Linked DNA regions of Pan troglodytes: regions 1, 2 and 4 are each linked to region 3. A link is a contact called in public Hi-C and capture Hi-C data. All regions are on one chromosome and are shown on one strand. The core of a region is the stretch at or near the end of the contact, and the rest is flanking DNA. Distances in the headings are between cores, read along the strand shown. Region 1 has its middle 14 kb from the start of ZIC5. Region 2 holds the start of ZIC2 (Zic family member 2). Region 3 overlaps CLYBL (citramalyl-CoA lyase). Region 4 holds the start of PCCA (propionyl-CoA carboxylase subunit alpha).

Region 1 (2,700 bases), core at 160-2,659, 300 kb after region 3:
GTTTGTGATCTGTGAAGGGGACCGTAGGGGGAGGTGGAAGTCAGTCAAGACGCCTGTTTGCACCAAGCTTTTGTCTTTCTTTGTAGAAGCGAGTCCCTTTGTAAAATAACGCCCCGCCAGCCTGCCTAATGGATTTGTGCAGAGCTAGAGTTTTCATTTTCCCCACGCAGGAACGACGAAAGAGAGGGGGTCTTCCAACCCAGCGAGTCCCGCGTGGCCCCGGTTTGCCAGCGGCGCTCTCCAAAATGTGCCAAAAGCTGTGCTTGGGGCACTCTCTCGACCCCGCCCCGGGCAGCTGTTCCCATTTTGTTCCCGCCTTCCCTCCCCTCACCCCAGTCCCTCGTATTCCTTTAACGCCTGCTGCTGACTGCATCCCTGCTGCCCTTAATGTAGGATGGGCACTTCTCTTCAGCCTCCAAATGAGAAGTGACATTTGCACTCGGCTCAGCCAACGCGTGAGCAGAGCGCGGGGGCACAGGCCCATTGACCGAGCGCGGCCGAGGGGCCGACCGGCTCGGCAGCATCCGAAGCTGCCTTAATTAATACCATCTTAAATAGTCCAGCAGCCACCGAAGACAAAGTTGAAGAAAGACTTTAAGGCTGAGTGCCCCTCGACAAGCTCTTTTTCCCGTGTCATTCAATATTTAATGCGCCCGCTTGTAATGCTACTACTGGTGTTCCTTTCTCAGCAAGGACATTATTTTTTCACGGTGCCCATAGCCAGGGAAAGCCCTTTAGGCAAAGAAAATCAAAATGTTTGTTGTTTTGGATGACTTATAACTCTTGTTTAACACAAGCACTTTCAGGAAAGTATAACAGGCGCAGCCTCCAAAGCAAACAACACAAACCTTGTGACAGAGTCGGACACAAAAAGCACATTGTCTTGCGGACTACCCCTTTTCTCTGGTGCTAGATGGGGGCCTGTCTCCGAATGAACACCACGATGCCATTTCACTTTTGAACTATTGTTTTTGAGTTATGCCATGTGGTCAAAAGGAGCGAGAAGGGGGTTGTTTCCAGGCTCATAAGACAAACGAGTTGCCTTTTCAATGAAATCCCCCCGCGATCCTTGAAAACGGAGTTTAAATGTCACCTCCGCCTTTCTAATGGGCACAGGGCTGGAGGCGACCCTTCAAAGCGCCTCGGTGATGAACGACCCTTATTAAATATGGCCCGAGCTGCTGGGAAAGTCCCGCGTCCGGCCGCGCGCCCTAGAGCGCCCCTCGCCGGTGGGCCCTGGAGGAGCCGGGCCTCCGCTGCCACCGAGCGGAGTCCGGGCCCGCAGAGCCCCAGCCCGGACTGGCGAGGGGGTGCAGAGGGAAGAAGAGGGAAGCCTGGACGAGGCGGGGCGTTGTGATACAACTTCTTATCTGCCGACCCCAACACGCCCGTGCGCCCCCAGCCCCAGAGCCTCGGCGTGAAAGGTTGGTGCGTTTCCCCCCTGACTCTTTTTGTCCGCAGCCGAGTGGCGTCTGCGAGTCTGAGCTGCAAAGTTACTGATTTGCAGGCTGCATGTTAAGGCAGCCCATGTAAGTAATTTCTCCGGGCACCCCAGCAAAGGAGAACAAATCGCTGACAAAGGCGAGCGCTTTCGATTCAGCGGCGTCGTTAAGGCAACCCCAAAGTATTCCTCCTATAATAAGTTCCACTTCAAAGGGTTTCTCATTCAGCGGTGACTGCTTCGCACTTTTATTAAGTCCGGGCTTTTTCACTCGGAGGAATCATCTGTTTGGTTATTTTTCATCGTGTTTATTTTTCACCATTCACACAGTACTTGTATTAAATAAACAAAGAACAATCGCTCTGCAAATAAAAGTACTTAGGTGGGGAGGGAAGGAAGAGGAGCTGGGGCTCTGGCGCCCCTGCCCCTCTCCCCCACCCTTCGAACATCACCCACTCCCCACCCCGACTCTCCTCCGCTCCTATCCTCCTTTCTTCATTCTTTCTCTCCCCTTTCTCTCAAGCTAGGAGGTTCTATGGAAGAATCTTAAACGCTGAATATATATATATATATATGTATATATATATGTATATATATATGTATATATATATATAAAATTTCTGATGAGGTGCAAGTGGACTGAAGTAACTTGGCATGAAAGTAAAAAGGTCACTGCAGCTGTGTCTCATCGACTGTCTCGAATCACAGTGGCCCCTCTGCCGGCGACTCCCCTGGCCCTGCCCACTGCCACAGCGATCCTGACGCCCCGCGCGGATGGACCATAGAAGCAGTAGTTTGAATTTCCAAAAGAAAAAAAACATGGCTTTGAACTTCTCCCTGCCTGATTAGGCACTTGCAGTGTATGTTAATGTGTGCTCGGGGAGTGCGTGGGTGTGGGGCTGAGTTTTTATCTACAGAGGGGAAGTGTACTGGGGTCCCCAGGGCAGTTTCACCTAGGGTCTCCTGCCGGCCTGCCTGTGCCTCCAGACCTGGAAGGCTTCCGTGGCTGGGCGTCCTGTTTTGCTACACTGTGGGTGGACTGGCAGGCCAGGAGTGATGTGAGGGGATGAAAGTGCCATTAATAATAAGCGGCTGGGTTGTTTTGTTTGCCTTGTGATCAGCCTTCTTTTCTGCTGGTTTAAGGTGATCACTTGAGAAACCAGATGTCTCCCCTGCCCCCTCCCCAGGAGCTGGATTTCCTAACCCAACTGGGATTTAAAAATATTAGTGGCCAGCACCTCTTGTCCCATTTCATAGAC
Region 2 (2,700 bases), core at 7-2,506, 320 kb after region 3:
AGCGCCGCGGTCGGCCAGGACTAGAAGCCGCGGCGCCGAGGTCTCGGGAGAAGCGCGGCAGGATGGCAGGCCGGGCCCACGGGCACGTTCGGCGGCTGCCTGAGCCGGCAGCAGCTCAGGGAGCGCGAGGACTGAGGGGCGGGCCCGGCAGCGGGGCGGGGGCGCGGGACTGACTAGGCCGCGGCGGCCAATCGCGGCGCCGGGAGGGCGGGAGCCGCCGTTAAAGGGGCGGTTTGACCGGGGGGCCCGGCCTCGAGCTGGAGGGAGGGAGGGAGGCCGGGGCGGGAGACTAGGGGGTGCGGGGGGAGGGGAGAGGAAAAGGAGGAGACAAAAAATAAAAAATAAAAGGCTGCCGCTGCAGCGTTGGCGGCGCCCATCGAAATCAACGGAGGCGGTGGCGAACGCAGCCCACCGCAGCCGAGACCTGGGAGCCCGCCTGGGCCTCACACTCCCTCGGGTCGCGGACTGCGCTGGGTCCACGCGGCGCGGTCACTAGTTCCGGGCCCAGCGCCCAGGCCCGACCGGCGGGAGGGAGGAGGCGAGCGAGAGATCACTTTTTTATTGTTGTTATTGTTTTTCAGCCCAGCCTCCCCCTCCTCCCCTCCCCCTGCTCGCTTTCTCCCCTCCCACATCCCCCTCCCCCCTACTCCCCCGCCTCCTCCTCCGGCACAACTTAAAGAAAGGGGGAGCGGCGCGGCTGCTGCCTTCATCTGAGGAAATTCGTGGCCACTGCAAGTTTACTACGCGAGGCGCAGCCAATGCCAAGCGCCGAGGCCGAGGAGGGCTAAACACTGCGGCCGCGGCTCCGAACAATACCCGCCGCGCGCGGGGCGGCGCGAGTAGGGCCGCGGGGGAGGGAGCTGTCGCCGCAGAGCGCCGCGGAGAGGACGCCTGGACTCCGCCTGCCGCCCCGGCGCCCCCGCCGCGGTCAGGTGGAGCCGCTGGTGCGCTGGCCCCGGGTGCCGAGCGCGGAGCTCGCCTCGGTCCTCTCCTCGCCCGTCTGCCTGGCGTGCGCACGGCCGCCGCGCTCGGGCACCGTGGCCCTGCCGCGGTTGTGACTGCATTCTACCGGCGCTGCTCGGCGCGGCCGGGCTCCGGGTCCGCTGGGCGTGCGAGTGAGTGTGTGCGTGCGCGCGCGGGTGCGCGCAGGGGTGGGGGCTGCGGCGCGGCGCTCGCCCCCCGGTAGCCCCCCTCTCCTCTCGGCTCCCCACACCTCCCTCCGGCTCCCTCCTCCCGCCCGCCCTCCCCTGCCCTGCCCGCCCGCCCCCGCCGCAGCTCCTTTAATACACTTTGGTTCTCTGCCTGGCTTTGGACTCTTCTCCTCCTCCACCTCCTCCTCCTCCTCCCGCGCCGCCGCCTCCTCCTCCTCTTCCTCTCCGCGCCTTCGCTACGCGCCCGGCCGCCCGAGGCAGATCCAGGCGGCGGCGGAGGCGGCGGGCGCAGGAGAGCGGCTCCCAGGGCTGAAGCGGCCGCCACCACCGCCGCCTGCGCCTGGAGCCCGGTGGCCGCCGGACGCACCGCGCGGATCGGGAGCGGGAGTCGAGGCGGCGCGGAGGCGCAGGGCTCGCAGGGGCGGGCGGGCGCGCTGGCCATGCTCCTGGACGCGGGTCCGCAGTTCCCGGCCATCGGGGTGGGCAGCTTCGCGCGCCACCATCACCACTCCGCCGCGGCGGCGGCGGCGGCTGCCGCCGAGATGCAGGACCGTGAACTGAGCCTGGCGGCGGCGCAGAACGGCTTCGTTGACTCCGCCGCCGCGCACATGGGAGCCTTCAAGCTCAACCCGGGCGCGCACGAGCTGTCCCCGGGCCAGAGCTCGGCGTTCACGTCGCAGGGCCCCGGCGCCTACCCCGGCTCCGCTGCGGCTGCCGCTGCGGCCGCAGCGCTCGGGCCCCACGCCGCGCACGTTGGCTCCTACTCTGGGCCGCCCTTCAACTCCACCCGGGACTTCCTGTTCCGCAGCCGCGGCTTCGGGGACTCGGCGCCGGGCGGCGGGCAGCACGGGCTGTTCGGGCCGGGCGCGGGCGGCCTGCACCACGCGCACTCGGACGCGCAGGGCCACCTCCTCTTCCCGGGCCTGCCAGAGCAGCACGGGCCGCACGGCTCGCAGAATGTGCTCAACGGGCAGATGCGCCTCGGGCTGCCCGGCGAGGTGTTCGGGCGCTCGGAGCAATACCGCCAGGTGGCCAGCCCGCGGACCGACCCCTACTCGGCGGCGCAACTCCACAACCAGTACGGCCCCATGAATATGAACATGGGTATGAACATGGCAGCAGCCGCGGCCCACCACCACCACCACCACCACCACCACCACCCCGGTGCCTTTTTCCGCTATATGCGGCAGCAGTGCATCAAGCAGGAGCTAATCTGCAAGTGGATCGACCCCGAGCAGCTGAGCAATCCCAAGAAGAGCTGCAACAAAACTTTCAGCACCATGCACGAGCTGGTGACACACGTCTCCGTGGAGCACGTCGGCGGCCCGGAGCAGAGCAACCACGTCTGCTTCTGGGAGGAGTGTCCGCGCGAGGGCAAGCCCTTCAAGGCCAAATACAAACTGGTCAACCACATCCGCGTGCACACAGGCGAGAAACCCTTCCCCTGCCCCTTCCCGGGCTGTGGCAAAGTCTTCGCGCGCTCCGAGAACCTCAAGATCCACAAAAGGACCCACACAGGTAACCGCGGGCTGGGACAGGGACCAGGCGC
Region 3 (2,700 bases), core at 54-2,553:
CTAAACCTTTTGGTGGAGACACATGGCTTTGCATCTGTGAAAACACAGCTGTATAGAGCAAAACAAAACTAGTGGAAAATACAATGGTTTTGCTGTGTCAGGCTCACCGCTAATGCTTGAATTCTATATAAATATTGTCTTTTGATAGTTCTTTCAAAAATCTTTCTTGACTTTCCATATAATTGTCCAATAATGTTATTCTTTTAAATTCAGATTTGGGGCTTTTTAGGATTAAGGCACAAATGTCTCTTTTCTTTTAAAAAGGCAGTAAAATAAACAGATTGTAGTTAGATCATAATAACATCTAAATTTTGACCTAATTAGAGGGGGAGATGGGGAAAAAATTAAACTCTTTAAAAGAAGATTAAGGTAAAGTTCTAACTTTATCCTTGATTCTGAATTTTTTTTCTTTTTTGGAAATATTGCATACATTTTATATTGCAAGTTACAATGTGAAGGGCCTTTGAAGCACTCTAAAGAGACTTAGCTGCTTTGTTTTGAGCAATTAAGGTTTGTTATTGAGTGAATTAAGCAGCTCTGCTGTGGCTCATCTGTAAATAGTGGTCTTCAGCGAGTTTCTTGATCCGCTTTTCCCAGGAACAGAAGCCAAGTCGGCTTCCTTAGGAGCTGCTCGCCCTGCGTCTCCATGTTTCCTCGCAGTCCGGGGCAGAACCCAAGCCCGTGCCTTCCTCGCCCTGCCTTCGGGGTTTCCTGCTATTGACCTGGCGGGGCGCGCCAGCCCTCCCTGCCCGCTGGTGCCCCGGTCCCTCTCGGCTGCAGCAGTGGGGCACAGGGACGTCATGGACAAAAGACGAGGATGCCAGTTCGATGTGCGAGCAGAAGGCCGCCTGCGTGCGCTCTGCAGAGCAACCGGCCCGGTTTCATAAGGGGCCGCCGGCAGGGGACTGCCATGGCGCCCCCTCCTACCCTTTTTGGCACCAGCAGCTTCATCCGCAGGCCCACTCGGGGTGAATAGTGTGGGGGCTCTCAAGAGAAAGAATTTTAGGTTTGTCGATAGTAATCACCACCTTCAGCGCTCCTCCCACTGCTGGAGAGACCGCGGACCGGGTGACAAGAATTCCAGGCTCCCAGAAAGTTTCTGCTGCAAAGCGCAGGGTCCGCCTCCCACTTCCAGGAGGGACCAGGAGGGAACCATCGCGAAACCCCGAGGCTGCCGGGGACTCTGAGGCGTTTCCTCCGGTGTCCCTCTCCCCCACGCCGGCCTCCCCTCCTTTCAACTCTCTGCGCTTTGAAACCGCGGAGTTGGGGTAGCCAGGCCCTCCAGCCCGGCGACAGGCCTCGGCCACAGGCAGCGGGGCGGGGTGTGGACAGGAACAAGGGGGTGGGGTGGGGAGGAAGCCTCGGGCAGAGCAGGTTCTCTGCGGAGTTTCGGCAGCCGGGTTTATCCATTTTGATTAAAGAAAAGTAAAAAAAAAATCCCCCAAAACCAAACAACAAAAACCCTCTCCCAACCCCCAACCCGCCTTCACAGCTGCATTTTGTTCCTGGGACTGCTGGTGTCACCAGAGCCTCTTTTTTTATGCAATCCTAGACTCCATTGCAAAGGACTTGTAAAGCCTATTAATTTTTCAGGCAAAACAGATCAAGCCTGCCTTTGATGCTGCTGTTTCCTAATTTAGTATTCAAAGGTAAAGAATCCTACTACCGTCTCTTCACTTTTTACATAATTAAAAGAGATTTTTCCCCCAGGGGCAAAGAACTAGTTGCTTAGTATTTTTTGAAGTGAAAGGTCTAACTTTATATCACATCTGTTTTTATGCTCTTTCCTAAACATAACCAATATTTACTCTTTGCTGGTACTTAGTTGCATGCTATTCACCCTTGCATTTTAATTTCTGACAGGGGATTAGTATTCCTCTTCTAAATCATCCTCTAAGCTATGTGTGTGTGTGTGTGTGTGTGTCTGTGTGTGTGTATATATATGCGCGTGTGTGTGTATTTCTCCTCTAACAAACTGAGAGTGCAATTAAAAAAATAAAACTGTAGAATCAGTGATTGCCCTAACTTGTGCATGACTCTTGATTTCACACAGGAGCATTCAAAAGTTCCGTTAAGTGGACTTTCACAGGTTTCCATCTGCTGTGTTTAATAGCAAATTGCGACCCTTCAAACCACTTCAAGGCCTTTTGTGTTCTTATCTGTGCATTTCAATACTTGCTGGGGAAGTGCCTTCAGTTTCACTACATATGCAAAAAGCCAGGCTTGAATTTTTTGACACCCCCTTTTCATTTGTTGGTGGAGTCCTGTTTTCTATTGTTTGCTTGTTGATGTTGGCAAAAGTCATTTATTTAATGATGCCAGGAATACTATGCCCTATTCTTTATTGGCATGAAATCCTAAAACATCCGGGAGTAGTTTAAAAATTAATGCATGCCGTTAAAACTTACATATTGGCATAGTTTTATTTTCCCATCATAAGGTAGATGATATTTTAAAGGTATTATATAGTAATAGTCACCAGAAGCCAATTAAAACCACTAGGATTCTATCAAAAACCTGTTTGGCGGCATAAATAATTGATATGTGGAAATAAAGCAGCATTCTCTGGGCAGGGGCCTGCTGTACAGACCTGGGTGGCGTTAGCAGTCTCTCTTCTGTGAACCAGGGGGCGATTTCTGGGCATAATATCACCTGGATTTAAAAAACTCAATAATAAGGCCACACACGCATTTTTAAAAA
Region 4 (2,700 bases), core at 20-2,519, 430 kb after region 3:
ACTGAGGTACATAAGTGAGAAGTCCTGTAAAATTGATAATCCTTTTCATTTTGTCACAAAAGTCCCTACTTACATTCTAAAATTCCATTAAATGTCACCTTTCTGATATCCCCATTTTATTTCTCTCTCTTTGGGCATTTACCATGCTGTAGTGTACTCTAGGCCATTCCTAGCTTTGTAACTCTCTCAAGGTGACTCTGCAGGAGATGCAAAGTAGTTAAGAGGAGAACCCCCAATACTGATGTGTTTATAGATGAGGTGGTCTGATGTCTTAGATTTGCTTTAAAATATTCCTGCACAAAATAAAAAGGGGAATAGATGAAACAAGATGGACAAAATGTTGATTCGTTGACGCGGTGTAATGGGTATCTGGGTGATCATAGTGCAATTTTATCTCTTTTGTATATATTTTAAAATTTCCATAATATAGCAAAACATGAGCCCAGTCCCTCAAGGCAGCCAGATTTGGGTTCAAACCCTAGTTTGACCTTTTACTCGCTGATTGACTTTACCCTGCTACAGTTTCAGTTTCTCCAAATGGAAATAATATATACTCCATTAAGGTTCTTGTAAACTCTCAAGTAAGAGGGAATCTGAGGCTCTAGCACACGGCCCGGCCCTTAATAGTTGCACTAATTTTTATTTTATTTTTCGAAACGGAGTTTGCTCTGTCACCCAGGCTGGAGTGTAGTGGCATGATCCGGCTCACTGCAACCTCCACCTCCAGGGTTCAAGCAATTCTCCTGCCTCAGCCTCCTCCCGAGTAACTGGGATTACAGGAGTGCGCCACCACGCCCAGCTAATTTTTGTATTTTTTAGTAGAGACGGGGTTTCGGCATGTTGTCCAGGCTGGTCTCCAACTCCTGACCTCAGGTTATCCTCCCGCCTCGGCCTCCCAGAGTGCTGGGATTACAGGCGTGAGCCACTGCGCCTGGCCAGTAGTTGTACTAACAAGGGTTTCTGCTTGCGAGCAACAAAGACTGACTCTAGTTGTGGCTAATTTCTTTCACACACACATATTAAGTGGCAGAGGTAGGACTTGAGCTCGGATCTCTGATTTCCAGTCCTAGAACTTTTTATGTGTTATTATAGTCGTTAAAAACCTTACCTGGATTTGTGCTTTGCAATTTACGCTTTCGAACATGTAGGAATGTAGTTTGGGCATTTGTCTGGAACTTCGGATTCTCGGGACTCCAGGGTGGCCAAGGCGCGGAAGTGACTCAATGACATTAACCGGCCTGGATGCACGTGGGTTGCTGAGCCTATGCTGGGAAGGTACGGGTTTGCCCGGTGCAGGCCGCCGGAACTCACGCGCGCCCCTGTCTCTCTCACTCCTGGGGTCGGCTCTGGCCGGTGGCCTCCAGCTCCGCTAGCGGCCGGACGCGCAGCCCGCCGACTAGCCCTCCAGGTCCTAGCGCGACTCCCGGATCCCGGATCCGGCGGATCTGGCCGACCACTCACCCTCCCCTTTACGCAAGTTAGGGGGCGGGGCATCGGGTTTCTGGCTCGTGATTTGCCGGAGCTCCTGCGCTCCCCTTCTCCACCCCCTCCGGCTGTGTGAGAGGTCAGCAGAGGGGCGGTCTGCGGAGACAACAATGGCGGGGTTCTGGGTCGGGACAGCACCGCTGGTCGCTGCCGGACGGCGTGGGCGGTGGCCGCCGCAGCAGCTGATGCTGAGCGCGGCGCTGCGGACCCTGAAGGTGAGGAGCAACGGGGCCTCGCGGGTCCGGGCTTCACTGGGCTTCTAGCCGTGCCGCCTCTGGGCGGCTGGCGCCGGGAGAGCGCTGGCTGGGTCCGGCTGCCCCCGCGCCCCGGTTCCGCCTCAGCTACACCGCTTGCTCTCCTCCCTCCCGGAGTTCGCGTGGCAGCGGGCTCAGGAGGCATCCCTCGTTGCAGCTGATCCTCGCGGGGATCCTGCGGAGCAGAGAGGCCTAGGGCAGAGGCAGTTGGGTGCCCGCACGCCCTCCGAGGCGGCTGATGGCTTTGGGCAGGCATATTGCCCGAGGTCTGCTTCCAGGGCCCCGCGGCATTGGCTTTGTCTTAAGCTTTCCAGGGTGTCTTTTTAGGTGTCCTTATAGTTTCCGTGTTCTGTTGCCTCTTTCCAGCATTTTTGAAGGGACACTGTGAACTGTTGCTTAAGTAGTGTTAGGGTTGTGAGTTTGTCTTATCTTTTAAAGTATTATACCATGTCAGGACTGCCAATAGATTTTACGTTTCATTTGAAAGCCTGTTTTAATTGTATGACACCCCAGTCTACTGTGTACCAAATGCATCCCGTGAACTTACTTTCCTTTTCGGTATAGTGGTGAGCCTGATTTTGGCACTGTTCTAAACACATTTCATGACTGTTCTGTATACCTAGGCTGTCATGATGGCAGATTGACAAACAGGTTGGAGTGCTTGTGTGTGCTTCTGAGCTCTGTCTCCAGTCAATGTCGAGTCTGTCGTTAATTCTGGGGCACAGACCACCTAACCTACTTTATAAGGTTTGTTGAGGCACTTGAACACATTCTTTAAAATGAAGGTCCCCTGAAAACCATCTGTCAGCTGGTTCAGTGTGCTTGTTAAACTTCCTTTTAAAAAATAATTATTAAAACATTGCCACATAACTTGATTTATAGTCATTGAATTTTAGACGTTGAAGACACTTTAGAGACGACCTGCCCCATCCTACTCTTTAAAGAGGAGGGAACCGAGCCC

Evidence for each region. Hi-C and Micro-C count contacts between places; a contact is called where the count stands out from the background. Capture Hi-C pulls out chosen DNA fragments and counts their contacts.
Region 1: a contact with region 3 is called in a capture Hi-C map of stem cell-derived neural stem cells, with 4 times the contacts expected there. The contact joins two enhancer-like sites. A contact is called at or near these places in 2 of 7 Hi-C or Micro-C datasets (induced pluripotent stem cells and stem cell-derived neural progenitor cells), 1 of 1 datasets of contacts at active chromatin or transcription factors (stem cell-derived excitatory neurons) and 1 of 1 other capture datasets (stem cell-derived neural stem cells).
Region 2: a contact with region 3 is called in a Hi-C map of induced pluripotent stem cells, with 2.5 times the contacts expected there. The contact joins the promoter of ZIC2 here to the enhancer-like site in region 3. A contact is called at or near these places in 3 of 7 Hi-C or Micro-C datasets (induced pluripotent stem cells and stem cell-derived neural progenitor cells) and 1 of 1 datasets of contacts at active chromatin or transcription factors (stem cell-derived excitatory neurons).
Region 4: a Hi-C map of stem cell-derived neural progenitor cells shows a contact between it and region 3, with 2.4 times the contacts expected there. The contact joins the promoter of PCCA here to the enhancer-like site in region 3. A contact is called at or near these places in 2 of 7 Hi-C or Micro-C datasets (induced pluripotent stem cells and stem cell-derived neural progenitor cells) and 1 of 1 datasets of contacts at active chromatin or transcription factors (stem cell-derived excitatory neurons).

The regions. Positions count from the first base shown.
Region 1 is chr14:105,565,837-105,568,536 of NHGRI_mPanTro3-v2.0_pri, forward strand. No RefSeq gene overlaps it. Among named protein-coding and RNA genes, the nearest start is that of ZIC5, 14 kb to the right of the region's middle. Within about 2 kb of position 1,410, at least 9 of the 24 cell types and tissues checked have an H3K27ac peak or open chromatin away from gene starts, as enhancers often do. A contact at or near this core is called in stem cell-derived neural stem cells, where this site is marked.
Region 2 is chr14:105,587,659-105,590,358 of NHGRI_mPanTro3-v2.0_pri, forward strand. It overlaps ZIC2 (Zic family member 2), which reads left to right and starts at 1,257. Exons shown (of 3, transcript XM_003314197.7): 1 at 1,257-2,669. The coding sequence starts at 1,592.
Region 3 is chr14:105,265,413-105,268,112 of NHGRI_mPanTro3-v2.0_pri, forward strand. All of the region lies in intron 1 of CLYBL (citramalyl-CoA lyase), which reads left to right. Among named protein-coding and RNA genes, the nearest start is that of CLYBL, 52 kb to the left of the region's middle. Within about 2 kb of position 1,304, at least 15 of the 24 cell types and tissues checked have an H3K27ac peak or open chromatin away from gene starts, as enhancers often do. A contact at or near this core is called in induced pluripotent stem cells, stem cell-derived neural progenitor cells and stem cell-derived neural stem cells, where this site is marked.
Region 4 is chr14:105,694,910-105,697,609 of NHGRI_mPanTro3-v2.0_pri, forward strand. It overlaps PCCA (propionyl-CoA carboxylase subunit alpha), which reads left to right and starts at 1,270. Exons shown (of 24, transcript XM_001149000.7): 1 at 1,270-1,700. The coding sequence starts at 1,596. It overlaps LOC107967971 (a long non-coding RNA gene), which reads right to left and starts at 1,455. Exons shown (of 2, transcript XR_001708840.3): 1 at 1,109-1,455.